Linked DNA regions of Canis lupus: region 2 is linked to region 1. The links are chromatin contacts, called in public Hi-C maps. All regions are on one chromosome and are shown on one strand. Each heading gives the region's core, a stretch centred on a gene start, on an enhancer-like site or on the middle of the called end of the contact. The rest is flanking DNA. Distances are from core to core; before and after follow the strand shown.

Region 1 (6,967 bases), core at 1,237-3,736:
AGGAGGAAAAGTAAGTTTCTGGAGGGGCAGCACCCTGACCCCTTCATGAGTGGGCCAGGCAGCATGCCTGGGAGGAAGGCAAGAATGAGGAATTTTCTGAGTGGCCATGTTGCTTCTCTCCACGTCCCAAGTGAGTCTGAAAGCCCTAGGGCTACATTTTTTTAAAAAAGATTTTATTTATTTATTCATGAGAGACACGCAGAGAGAGGCAGAGGGACAAGTAGGCTCCATGCAGGGAGCCCGACGCGGGACTCGACCCCAGGACCTCAGGATTATGACCTAAGCCAAAGGCAGACAGACAGTCAACCACTGAGCCACCCAGGCGCCCCTAGGGCTACATGGTTACAGTCAGTACTGTTACCTCCCTTCTCCCCCCAGCCTGCTAAAATGACAGTAAAGGAATACAGAAGCATCAGTCTGCAAGGACAAAGAGACTAACAGAGCAGCAACAGTGGATCAGTGATTTCTAGGACTTCAGGTACTTTTTGGGTGGCAGGCAGCAGCTGGTGGGATCAATGGGAACACAAGCAGAGCAGCCGATAGCTGTGGTCCTTGCTGGAGGTGTGTTCTCAGAGGTGGCTACGCACAGAGCTCAGATGATCAGATGGTCTCAGAGTCTACTGTCCATCCCATCTCCGTGACAAATTCTCAGTACAACCTTGAGTAAGTCCATTTCTTCCTCCCGAGACTCCTCTTTTCCCATCTGTAACATGTAGAGACCGTACTGGATACGTGATTCTTCTGGTGCCTGAATTTCCTGGAGTTTTTTTTTCCCCCTCAACATGTATAGGCACATAAGTTTTGATTCTGATTCTGAAATGGGGCTAAGGCATTAGCATTTTTTCAAACGCTCTCCCAGGAAGCTTTAAAAGCCTGCGCTGCTTATGGTCTTTGAGGACCCATTCAACTCTGATATGCCGGGACTCTCTCCTGCCCAGGTGTTAGTTTGGAGAATACACTGGGCTGGGCTGGGGGAGGCAGCAGGGATATAAGATTTTCTGGTGGGACATCTAGGTCACAGGGGGCTTTGAAAGAGTCTGAGTGCTCATTTGCTGGGGACAGCAGAAGTCTCTAAAGGGGGACGGTGGTATTTGAAAAGGATAGAAAGCCCACAGAGGGAGACAGTAAGGAGGACCTTGCAGGTGGAGGTCACAGCGGGAACAAAATCCTAACGGTAGGAAAGCTTGTGGCATGTTCAGGGAATTGCAAATATTCAAATTTGGAGACCTAGCACGAGGAGCCGTGAAAGTCCAGGTGCGCACCCTGTGCTTCATCCAGTTGACAATGGGGAGCCATGCAGACCTTTGAGCTGGAGAGTGCATGACCAAAGTAGATCAGTCTTGTCAACCTCTATGGTTTATAATGCCTGACGATTCTAATACACAGGTTCGGCCCAGCTACCTTTGCTGGAGCACCTACTACGATGTTCTCCATGCCAAGCACTACTCACAATGTCCTCATGACACGGCCGCTCCGTAGCTGTACAGCCACATCCTCTTTCCCACCATTTCCCCACCCAATTCACTTTCTTTACTCCTCTGGCATCTCTGAATGAGCATGCTCCTTCCATGCCTCCCTGCCCATATACAAGCCCCTAACTCTGGTGGCATGTCCTTCCCACCTCAGCCCTTCTGCAGAAGGCTCTGCTTGAAGAGCATTCCCCCAGGAGACCTCTCAGATGGTCCTGGGCAGCTCCTGGTCCTCCCCAGTCCCCTCCAGATGGCACATCCACTGCTGACCTTACACTGTGCAGCTTTTACTAGTTAACCTGTGAATTGAAGGGCAGCGGCTCGAGATTGGGCACTGCCTCGTAATGGCAGCTGTCTTTCCTGGGGCTCCCTGAGGATCCAGAGCAGAGCAAGCTGTTGAGAAGTAGAGTGATTGAAAAAATAGCAAGAGCAATGATCTGGGCTGGGCAATTGACCTAGTGGCTCTCATTTAACTTCCATCGTGGTGTCTCTTTGGGACATGCGTCACTATTTCCGTCTTGCAGTCTATGTGACTGGGGCTACATGAGTTTGTGCAACCGCTGATCTGCAGACCTGGGATAGAGCACAGGTGTGCCTCAGCCCTGGTCCTCCTCTCCATCATGTTCAGGGCCAGCAGCTCCAGCCTAGGACGGAAATGGGTGGGGTCAGAGGAGCCACAGGCAACTTTCTTTCCCTCACCTATCTCCTCTTCCCACTCAACCGGGACAACTCCTACTCATTCTCTCAAGATTTTTATCTGCTACTGCACTCGGGGGAAGTTTCCTCATCCCTCTCACACCACCCAGGAAAGATGGGGGAAGGAGTGTTCCATGTGGTCATTTGGCGTAATTATCTCTCCTCCCTGTGACTCCCCCACCTCTGCACCAGGGTCTGGGAAACCCCACTCAAGTCTTCTAATAAAAGCTCCGGGCACTTCAAGATGGGCCAGGGACAAGCTCTTCGCTTCACCAGACACATCGAGACCACGGCAAGGAGGTCTGAGCTAGACTGCACAGAATGAAGCTTATCACCGTGGCCCTGGCGTGCCTGCTGCTGGCTGGAATGTGGCTGCATGATGTGGACGGCAGGAGCAGTGAGTGTGGCTGGAGTCACCTTGCTCCTCTGTGGGGAGGGCAGAAACCCAGGCAGGCACTCTGGGCTTGCGGGCAGGGCTCTCCCTGAACTCAATGCCTGTGTCTCGCCTCCTCTGGGAAGAAGTCCTCCTAAGGAGGGTGAATGGACAACTTGGCTGGGGTGGGGATGGGGGAGAAGGTGTCTGGGCAAGCACAGTGGCTGAGCTGCTAGCTGCAGCAAATGGAGGCCCTGCCTCATCCAGGGAGCTCTGAAGCTCTTGAGGCCAAACTGGGAGACCTGAGGTACAGAGGAGGGGGCTGGGTGCTGTCTCCTCCTGGTAACAGATAAGAGGTAGAGCCTGAAGTCAGGACTGGGCTAGTCACTGTGGGGCAAGTGTTGGGCCAGTGACTTGGACAAGTCACTTTAGCTCTCAAACTGTGCATTCTCTGTCGATAAAATGGGGTGGATAGTGCCTGACCTCAGGGCTTTCGAGAGAAGACTGACCTAATTCCAGGCACGTGAAAGATGTTGTGTCAACAGTAAAACTAAGAGGAAGGAAAAAAACAAAACTAGGAGGAAGGAACCAGGATTGGCATTCGAATCACTTGGGGGTGGGTTGTAGGAGAGAGTGTGCAAACCGGCAGGGAGGGCACCGGAACCCAGACAGAGCTGTGGGCCTCGGTAGAGGGCATTCTAGACAGAGGGTGGAAAGCCTTTGAGTTCTGGAGGCTCTTTCCCTGTCATTCCATCAATTGGAACTCCTTGATTAGTTCCAATTACTCCAAGGATTAGTTCCTAATCCTGCCCCAAAGCCACAGACCACCATTGTCCTGCACACACCAGACTCACTGGGCCCCCAGAGTGTGGGGTCCAGAGCCCTTGAACCCAAATATTGGACCAAAACCGTGCACTCGTGGTGGGATGTCAGAACTGGAAGCCCCTTTAGAAATAAAAGGTCCTGTTTGACAGATGGGAGGTCTGGGGCCCAGGTGAGGGCTCACCTTGATCAAGGCCACACGGCTGGTTTGTGGGGAGCTGAGCCCCAGAATTCCAACCCTCCGCCCACATACAGAACTAGGTGACTGGGCTGGATGCGGTCTCCATGCCCCGGAGACTGTCCCAGAGAGGGTTTTTTTTTTTTTTTCTTTTTTCTTTTTTCTTTTTTCAGCCAGTTGGATGAGAGGAACGAAGTCCAGGTTAAGAAACAGATGCAAACCATTTCTGTGTTTCTCTTCTAGTGCACGTGTCGTCCTCCAACTGTTGCTTCAACTTTTCAGAGAAGAGGATCGCCCCGCAGAGAATCCGGTGTTACAAACACACCAGCTCCACCTGCTCCCGGAGGGGTCTAATGTGAGTGTCCCTACCCTGGTCAATTCCTGAGCCCCCTCCTCCAGAGCGCAGGAGCCAGCCCGCCTGGACTTACAACGGCAGACGCTAGATGGCGATGCTCCCCCAGGTTCAGGTTTCTAAACCCGCGCAGAGGCCCCAAAATCCGGGTGCAGAGCCCCGCATGGACTCTGGGGTGAGCGCAGCGCTGCTTAGCAGGTGCGGGAAGGGTGCCCCCCCATGCTCCTGCAGTGACCTGTGTTTCTTGGAACCCCAAGGCGCCAAGTATTATATCCTAATATTTCATGCCCAGAAGGAATTGCTTAAAACATCTAGGAATTACTGTGTAGTGGGAAGAGTAAGGGGGCTCACAATTAGTTCCTGCTTCCGGATGTGCCAACCTATAGTCTTGGGTGACCTCGGGCAGGTAATTCTTTTGCACCTGGGTTATCTGAGTACTCCTCTGCAATCCTTATCCGTGGAGTGGAGTGAAGATGATGATGGCTGCATCACGGGGGCATTACAAAATTAGACCGAGGTGGCTTACCATCACGACTCAGTATCTATAAAGCATTCGCGTATATTATCTTGGCTAACCCTCCTGGGGCACACATTTTCATTATCATGAACACTGAAGTTCAGGGAAGTAGGCAGATTTGTCTGAGGTCACCTGGATAATTAAAGTTAGAATTGGTTTATAGTTTGGTTGGACAGAAGCCAAGTTGAAGAGGTGAGGAGTTCAGAAAATAAATACACACACACACACACACACACACACACACACACACACACACTGACAATGAATCTAAAGCAATGACGGAGGGTTCCAGATGGACACAGACACATGAAAAGATGGGTCAAGCCCCCTCAGAGATATTCTAGGGGGAATTTCCATACTAGCTAATCCTCAGAGTGTCTGCAGGCTTTACCCTACCCTAATACAATGAGTCACACTCTCCAGAAAAGGGAGAAACTCAATTCACCAAGCTCTTCTTGAAGCTTGGGTGTTCCTTCCAGCGTGCCAGCTGCAGGTCTTCTGCAACAAAGTCACTTTACAGGCCCAGAGTGAGCAGTTAGGGGGCTATCCAGCAGCGAGGTGGGGGAGATGGGACTTGTGTGTGGCACCCAGGGGGACAAATCACATGACTCAGCTCCTACTTTGTTCTTTGTCCACAGACTCAAGATGAAGAAAGGTAGAGAGACATGCGTCTTACAGACAGCCCAATGGATTAAGGATTATTTTAAAACTATGAAACCATGCCTGCTGATGTGAACGCAAGAGGATTTCTTTCCACCCTGGACTCTGAAGATGGTGTGGCTTCAACTGCCCCCCCCAAGCCCCCCCCCCTCAGCCCATGCCCGTCCTTCCACCCAGCTTTGCCAGGTCATGGAAGGTCTGCTTAGTCCTGATAAGCTATGTTGTTGCACTTTATATATTTAAATGCTATAAACTTCCATTCCTGCCTCCCTGGGCTTCTTGGATCCCACAGGATTTCAGGGTACAAACTTGATTGGCATTGAGAAGCTGGAGTAGGGGGCTGGGGGGTTGGGGTTGGGGAAAGACAAGTTGGAACTGTTGCCAAAAGAACAACAAGAGCCAATAAATGGCATACACGTCTCAGCTGACTGACTTTGTCTTTGGGACGGGCAGGGGACATTGAATCAGGGTCATGATGTAGATTCTTTGCTTCCCTTGGCAGCAGGGGAAGGCATGGTGAAGCAGGAAGCGGGAACCCCGGGTTGGAGTCCCAAAGGTCACAGCTGCCCTAGATGGAGGGGATCTAGTGAGGTCATTTGCCCGTAAAATGTTGCTGGTCCCATCTTAGAGATGAGGTGGACTGGTGGAGAGGGACAGAGACAGGCCTCAGGATACAGAGCAAGTCAGTGTCAGATTGGGTATTGGAGCCCAGGGCTCCTGCCTCCCAGGCCAGAACTCTCTCCTGTGTCCCGAGTTGCCAAGTGACTGCCTGACACGGCGCAGTAGGGGAACCCTCTGTCCTTCAGGGCAGATCCTGCAGAATTGGTTAGCAGGACCTCCTCTGGGGGGTGGCTGGGGATGTCCAGGCCTGAGTAGATCTTAGGTCTTACAGAGATGCCAGCACAGCTCACCTGGAGGTGGGAGACAGTCTCGGGGAAAGCCAACGTCTGGGAAGTGGAGGTCCCATCCCCATGAAAGGGGTAATCTCAAGCTCAGACTTGTGTACCTGGGCGCTCAGAGAGAACAGCAAGGGAGGGAAGTGGCTTCCGGGTCTCAGGATTGGCACCTTTTTGAAGGCCAGCTCAGTGGCTTTAGGGGAGAAGTTCTCATGTCCTGTGCTAAGTAAGATAGGCTTCTCCCATTTCCCCAGCATTGCACCGGTCACAGATCTGGTCCATTCTTCTGAAACTGCCTCCTCCCTTCTGCCCCGACGACTGCCCTGCTTCCTGCTCTTCCCTCTTGCTGGGGCCTTTGGAGGGCAGCTCACTGCTCCCAGCTCTCCCTTGCCAGCTCCATCCTGCCCACGGCCAGAAGCCACTCTGCCTGGCATGCCGCCGCCCTCCACCCTCCGACGGTCCCTCCCTCCTGCCTTCGGAACTGACTCCAAACTCTGCACATTGATATTCCACTTCCTCTATCACCACCACCTCCCTCCACCTTCCTTCCTAAACGACTACCTTTTCTGTTCCAGAACCCAAACTCTGACCATACAGGGATAGTCTCTCCCGGCCCTCTCCCTTTCCATCCTGTGCCTCCTCTAGAAGAATCCTTGCTATGACTGTGCTCGGCATCCTCCAGGGTGGATGCTGATGAGAACCATGTCATCTGGTTTCCCCTGGAGGTCAGGTGCGAGTAGTGTCTGTATGCCTCCAAGGACTGCTTGGAACGGGGAGGCAGAGACCAGTGAGAAGCTGGGCGGCTGAGTCAGGCCCTCTACGACAGTCAGATAAGCCCAGGTCAGCCACCAGCCACTGTGAGGTCCTCCCCACTGCTGCGGTCCTCCAGCGCCCTGTGCCCCTCGGAGCGCCCCCTACTGGCTGAGTAAGAAAACACCACCACGAGAGATTTCAAACAAGATGTATTTTCTGCAAAAAGTCAACAATCTTACGAATAGCATTCT
Region 2 (7,123 bases), core at 2,436-4,935, 110 kb after region 1:
TACACATCTGAAAAGCTGAACAAACTTCAAGTAGGATAAACATAAATAGGTCTACACCAAGACACATCATAATCAAACCATCAATAGCCAAAGACAATGAGACAATATGAAAGCAAGAGAGAAGCAACTCATCCATATAAAAGGTACTCAATAAGATTAACAGCTGATTTACCATCAAAAACTACATAGGTCAACAGACAGAAGCATGATTTATTTAAAAAGCTGGAAGTAGGGCAGCCCTGGTGGCTCAGTGGTTTAGTGCCGACTTCAACCCAGGGCCTGATCCTGGAGACCCGGGATCGAGTCCCATGTCGGACTCCCTGCATGGAGCCTGCTTCTCCCTCTGCCTATGTCTCTGCCTCTCTCTCTCTCTCTCTCTCTCTGTCTCTCATGAATAAATAAATAAAATCTTTTAAAAAAATAAATTAATTAAAAAAATAAAAAGCTGGAAGTAAAAACTATGAACCAAGAACTCCATATTGGACAAAACAATCCTTTAAAAGTGAAGAAAAGGGGCGCCTAGGTGGCTCAGTGGTTGAGCGTCTGCCTTTGGCCCCGGGCATGGTCCCAGGGTCCCAGGATGGAGTCTTACATGGGGCTCCCTGCATGGAGCCTGCTTCTCCCTCTGCCTGTGTCTCTGCCTCTCTTTCTCTGTGTCTCTTGTGAATAAATAAATAAGGTCTTAAAAAAAAGTGAAGAAGAAATTAAGGCATTCTCGTTTATATAAAAACTGAGAAATTTTGCTGCTTTGCAAATCTGTTCTAAAGTAAGGGGCACCTGGGTGGCTCAGTTGGTTAAGTGTCTGCGTTTGGCTCAACTCATGATCCCAGGGTCCTGGGATCGAGCCCTGTGTCAAGCTCTCTGCTCAGCGAGGGGGGTCTGCCTCTCCCTCTCCTTCTGTCCTTCAGCCCCCTGGCTCATTCTCTCTCTCTCTCTCTCTCTCTCTCTAAAATAAATAAATAAAATCTTAAAAAAAAATAAGTACTAAAGTGAGTCCCTTCAGGATGAAATAAAATACACGAGGCAAAAACTAGAATTCACATAGAGAAATAAAGAGTATCACTAAAAATAATATATAAGTCAATATAAAAGACAATTGGAATGTATTTTTGTTTATATTTTCTTTTTTTGTATTTTTGTGTTTGTATTTTTATTTATATTTTTCTCCTATCTGATTTAAGAGACAGTTGTATGAAGTAATAACACTAAATACATGTTGATAGGCATACAATGTATAAAGATGCGATTTGTATGACAATCGTAGCAAAACAAAACCTGAAAACCACAGGGGTTAAGGAATGAAGTTATAAGGAAACAACATTTTTATATTCTCCTGAAATTTGGTTAATATTAATACAAACTAGATTGTTATAAATTAAGATGTTAATTGTAATTCCCGAAACATACAGTAAGAAAATAAACTTTAAAGAGAATAGTAAATGAAAACAGGAGAATTTGAATGATGCATTAGAAAATATCCATTTAACACAAAAGAAAGTATAGAACAATAGAGGAACAAGAAATACATAGACTAACAGAAAACAAATGACAAAACAGCAGATTTAAATTTTATTTTTTAGTAATTACATTAAATGTAAAGGGATTAAACTCTAAAGCCTGAGTTTGGCAGGACTGCTTAGCAAACATGATCTTCATAGAAAACCTAAAAAGAAAATATACAAATGTCCAATAAACACATAAAGAGAGGCTCAACATCATTAGTCATTAGGGAAATGCATGTCATACCCACAATGATATACCACTCCATCGATATACACAAGGATGGCAATAATAAAAAAAAGGGGGGGGGGGCAATTCCAAGTGTTGGTGAGAAAATGGAAAAATTGGAACCCTCATACATTTTTTTTTTATTATTTATTTATGATAGTCACACAGAGAGAGAGAGAGAGAGTGAGGCAGAGACACAGGCAGAGGGAGAAGCAGGCTCCATGCACCGGGAGCCCGATGTGGGATTTGATCCCGGGTCTCCAGGATCGCGCCCTGGGCCAAAGGCAGGCGCCAAACCGCTGCGCCACCCAGGGATCCCAGGAACCCTCATACATGTTGATGGGACTCTAACATGGTGCAACCACAAGAGAAAACAGTTTGGCAGTTTCTCAAAAAAAGTCAGATATTGAGTTACCATATGACCCTGCAATTATTCTGGGTAGCTACCAAAGAAAATTGAAAACATATGTCCATACAAAAACATGAAGGTTCCTAGTGACATAACACATAACAACCAAAAAGGTAGAAATAACCCAAATGTTCATCAGCTGCTAAAGGGATAAATAAAATGTGGCACATCCATTCAATGGGATATTACTCAGCCATAAAAAGGAAGAAAGTAGCAACATATGCCACAACATGGATGAATCTGGGAAAACATTCCACTAAGTGAAAGACATCTTTTTTTTTATTTTTATTTATTTATGATAGTCAGAGAGAGAGAGAGAGAGAGAGAGAGAGAGAGAGAGAGAGGCGGAGACACAGGCAGAGGGAGAAGCAAGCTCCATGCACCGGGAGCCTAACATGGGATTCGATCCCGGGTCTCCAGGATCGCGCCCTGGGCCAAAGGCAGGTGCCAAATCGCTGCGCCACCCAGGGATCCCAAGTGAAAGACATCTATTGCAAAATGCCACATATTCTGTGGGGAATGTCCAAAAGAGGTGAATCAGTACAGACAAAGTAGAGTAGCAGTTTCCAGGGGCTGGGGACAGGGACAGAGGATGCTAATGGATATGGAGTTGTTTTTGGGAGTGATAAAAATGAAGTTTCCAGAATCAAATAGTGGTGATGGTTGCACAACTCTGAAAATACACTAAAACCACTGAGTAAGAGTGAATATTTATAGTATGAATTATTTCTCAATTAAAAAAATGAGACAATGTATGTAGATCCTTGAATATTACCTGACACATAAGTGATGTTCAGTGAGTGTTTATTTCCCTCCTTCCTTTCCTTCCTCCTTTTTCTTTCCTTCCTTCCTTCCTTCCTTCCTTCTTTCTTTCTTTCTTTCTTTCTTTCTTTCTTTCTTTCTTTCTTTCTTTCTTTCTTTCTTTCTTTCTTTCTTTCTTTCTTTCTTCTTCCACTCTACTCTGTAAGAGGTCAATCTGGACTGCTTGCCTCTGAGAGTCTTTGCCAGGTGACATCAGCTTTTTGGACTGAGACGTCAAGTTCATAATTTCAATTTCCAGAAAGCCTGATATCTCTTTGGCCTCAGACTCACTTTCATGATTTACAGGCAAATCTCAGATCATCAGAGCTGGAAATCACTCAAACCAAATCGCTCAAAGCTCCTGTGGATTGTCCACCCCTCAGCCAGCATGTCTAGAGGCACTGCACCCAGAGGTGTGAGGAGCCTGGACCAGTCCCAGAACCAAGCTCCCACCTCGCCCCTGAGTGTCTGCATTCAATCCCCTTTGTGTCTTTCTTCTTCTGCCTCTCTGCCTCCTCTGCCAGGACCCCTCGTGGCACTGTCCAGAAGTGGTACAGGAGGTATGATGAGGGGCCAAACAACACTAGAAGAGTAGTGGGGTCTGTGTCTTTGAAAATGTGTGTGTAGTGACCCAAAAGAAAAATAGTGTCACGGAAAAACTGGCAACCTTCCCTCACTGACGGCTGAGGAAGTAAGCCTGCCGTTCCGTTGGGAAAACACTCTGAGGGCCCTGCTGTTCAGCGTCCCAGACATCCCGTCCTCATCAGGAAGGGAAGGGTTGGAAACAAAGACCTCATTTCTTGATGTAACAGAGTGGAAAGGGAACTTGCTTGCTGGAGATGACTTTTACTAGAGAGGCATTTTTGGTTTCCGTTGGTGGGAGTAAGGACCAGGGGAGGGACCCAAGGAAAGGAACAAAGGAGACACGGAGGAAGGGACTAAGTTCAGAGGATAAAGCCCACAATGTGGGGGCAGGTGGGGTCCAGACTGAGACTGGCCCGGGAATGAGCCCTGATATATATCGTGCAGCTGCCTTCTGTCCTGTATGGAGCCTCCTGACCCCTACGCAAAGCAAGTGACAGCACACCTAAGAGGCTGTGGAGTGGGGCATGCCAGGGCAGGGGGCGGGGGGGGGGGGGGGGGGGAGTGATGGAGGGAAAAGCGCAGAGCAGCATTTCAAACGGAAAAGTGAAAAAGCCCCTCGAAGAAAGTCACATCTTGGGAATCCTAACCCTGGGAAGTGGTGATACTTCTGTCATCTGTGTTGGGATGGGGTCAGAGTCAAACAAAGGTAATAACCTCAGGGGGCTGGTGAACACAGCACTGATAGGTGCTGGAGCCTTCTGAAATTTCAGAGGCCATCTGGAATTCTGAAAGCTAGAGTACGAAATGGTATGTGTGGCCCTTCCCCTCCCCCCCCCCACTCCCAGTTCCCATGAGCTACAAATGCCTCTTTGCTGCTGGCTTTATTCCGGTCTCCTCCCGTGGGGACCTGATATTGCCCTTCCTCTCCCCCCTACAGACTCCCATCTCTTCCCACAGTGGTTCCAACACGCATAACAACACTGGCACATCCCACGGGATGCTTGCTGCCTGCCGGCTGGATGCCATGGCTGTTGTAGCTCCAGACAGGACTCTGTTTGCTTTTGCAGAAATACCTTTGGGGCTTGGCATGATTAGATGAACAAATTCAATCTGTAGTTCCCATCTCCAGATGTATCCAAAGAGCTGGAGGGAGAAGTTCCCATGTACTTCGAGAAGTACTTCCTTCCCACCCTACCCCTGGGACTTCAGGTGTACCTGGACTTCAGGTGTGGCAGGAGGGGGATCATCTCCTCCTTTCTGGGGACAGGTGATAGGGACAGCTAGTACGGACAGTACTGGTGCATCCTCTGAAAGCTTCTGTCCCCTGAGGGCCGCCCTGACTTCCATCAGCCTCAAAGAAGAATAGACACCACCAAGTACCTGTTTCTACTACAGCCTCTATGTTCCTAAGCCAAGTATGGTCCTCAGCTCTCCACACTTCTAAAATTCTGTGTATGTATCTCCAACTATTAGTTTGGGGACATTGAGAATCTTGAGCCCTGGGGCATCTTTGCAGAAAAAGTGCATCAGCCCTATCGTCTTAGCCTAGCTAGATATCCCAGATGAGGTGAATGATCCCTCCCACTCGGCCAGCCTGGATCGTGCTGCATCACTGATGTGAAGGCAACATAGCAGAGTGGTTAGAACGTGCACTTTGGTGTCAGTCTATATGAGTTTTTTTTTTTAAAGATTTTAAAAAGTTATTTGAGAGAGAGAGAGAGAGAATGAGCAGGAGGGAGAGGAAGAAGCAGGCTCCCTACTGAGTGTGGAGCCCAATGCAGGGCTCAATCCCAGGACCCTGAGATCATGACCTGGGCTGAAGGCAGAGGCTTAATCAACTGAACCACCCAGGGGCCCCAGTCTATGTGAGTTTAAACCCCAGCTCTATTGGGCTTAGACAGGGTAACCTTGGGAAGCTTCCTTAAACACATATGCCTCGTTTTGGTCTATAAAACAGAGATTGTGGCACAGATCTTCCAGCTTCTGATGAGGGTTAGATGTCTTAATCTATGATGCCTGCCCCATATGCGACGTGACCAGCCTCCCTCCCCTGCGGGCTCTTCAACCGCACTCAATTCTGTTTGGCTGGCCCCCACGAACCTTCCTGAGAGGCGACTTTATCTTGCCATGCCCTCCCACACACCTAGAGGGGCTCTGAGCCATCATAAACATCATTTTATCAAATCCAGTGAAAGGCCCTCTTCTGGGCTCTCAGGACCCTCCAGGATCTGTCCCTAACAGTCCAGCCTTATTTCCAACCATTCCCCATGGGACCCTCCAACCAATCTGACCAGCCTCTCTATTCTCTTCAAAGTTCCTCACTCGTGCCAAGACTGTACATGGCCCTTCCTCCATCTCCTCAAGCCTTCCGCACCCTAGAGGGTCAAATGCAAGAACTTCCCCCTCCCCCCGAAGTCCTGCCTGACTAAGCAAAAATTCTCTGCCACCCACGAGCTGATTAGTCACCCACAGAATTCTGTCTCTGTGGTTTTCTATTTTCCTGTACTTGCAAATGATCTTACCTCCAACATAAGAGCTCTTGGTGGGCAACTGGCTGCTGGCTGGACAGATGGACAGCCATGGGTCTTGGAAGGCTCCTAAGGGCTGAGGACACAGGCAGAGACAGCAGTGAGCCCCTGATTGCCCCCTGGGTCCCTATGGAACTTGGTGGAGGGAGAAGCCATTCTTAGCCAGCCCTGGGCTTTGGGAAGGAGCAGGATGGATGCTCCCTCTGCAGCCAGCAGCCTCCTCCACATCCCACAGGGCTTGACATAACAGCCAAGTAGTGAGTAGTCCACTAGTCAAGGGTCTGAGGTTCCAACACTGGCCCCCACTTTTAGTAAGGGGGTAGCCTTTGCAAGCTCGTCTCTCTCGGTGCCTCAGTTTCACTACCTGCTTTAAAAGGGAAATAGAAACAATCCCTGCCTCTCCTGGTGGCGCAGATTCAATGAATTAATGGCACGTTGCTTCCAAGAGCGCTCAGCTCTCAGCTACTCTTGTTGGACGCTGCGTCCATCCCTGTGGCCTACAGGTTTGGACTGTGTTCGCTGGAGGGAAAACACAGGCTCGAATCCGTGTCTGCGACTCCTAGCTCGGTGCTGAGGCACGCAGTGTCCCCTTCTGGGCACCTGTTTGCGCGTCTGCAGGATGAAGAAACTGGCGTCCCTGATGCAAGGTTGAGGTAGGAGGTAACGTGGACATACGTGGGGCATACGTGGGGCTCACGAGTGTGCTCCCATCCTCTCTCCGGCAAGTCTCCCTTTTCTGCCTGCCGGAGACACCTGGGAGATGCCCAGGAGGCAAAAGATGCAGGAAAAATGCAACTTGGGGTCTTTAGAGGTTGACGTGGGCCTGCTGCCATCTGCTGGATGGATTAGGAATGGCACGTCTCCTGCTCTCTGGTGCCACCGTGTGGCGGAAGGGGTGTGTAACGGGCCGCGGAACCCGTGGGCTTGGGCTCTGCCTGGGCCCTGCTCCTCCCCACACCTGCAGCGATAGGCCTCGGCCGCCCCCCCTTCTTTCATTCTCTCCGTGTTTGCTACACAGCAACTTGCACGAACTGCCGGGAAAAGGTAAAGGAGACGGAAGCCATCTGGCAGA

The links. Hi-C and Micro-C count contacts between places; a contact is called where the count stands out from the background.
Region 2: a contact with region 1 is called in a Hi-C map of skin fibroblasts, with 4 times the contacts expected there. The contact joins the enhancer-like site here to the promoter of CCL1 in region 1. A contact is called at or near these places in 4 of 9 Hi-C or Micro-C datasets (amygdala, blood and skin fibroblasts).

Annotation. Positions count from the first base shown.
Region 1 is chr9:38,899,921-38,906,887 of UU_Cfam_GSD_1.0, forward strand. It overlaps CCL1 (C-C motif chemokine ligand 1), which reads left to right and starts at 2,487. Exons shown (of 3, transcript NM_001005252.1): 1 at 2,487-2,562; 2 at 3,782-3,893; 3 at 5,046-5,142. The coding sequence starts at 2,487. The coding sequence ends at 5,142.
Region 2 is chr9:39,011,041-39,018,163 of UU_Cfam_GSD_1.0, forward strand. No RefSeq gene overlaps it. Among named protein-coding and RNA genes, the nearest start is that of CCL2, 36 kb to the left of the region's middle. Within about 2 kb of position 3,686, at least 4 of the 20 cell types and tissues checked have an H3K27ac peak or open chromatin away from gene starts, as enhancers often do.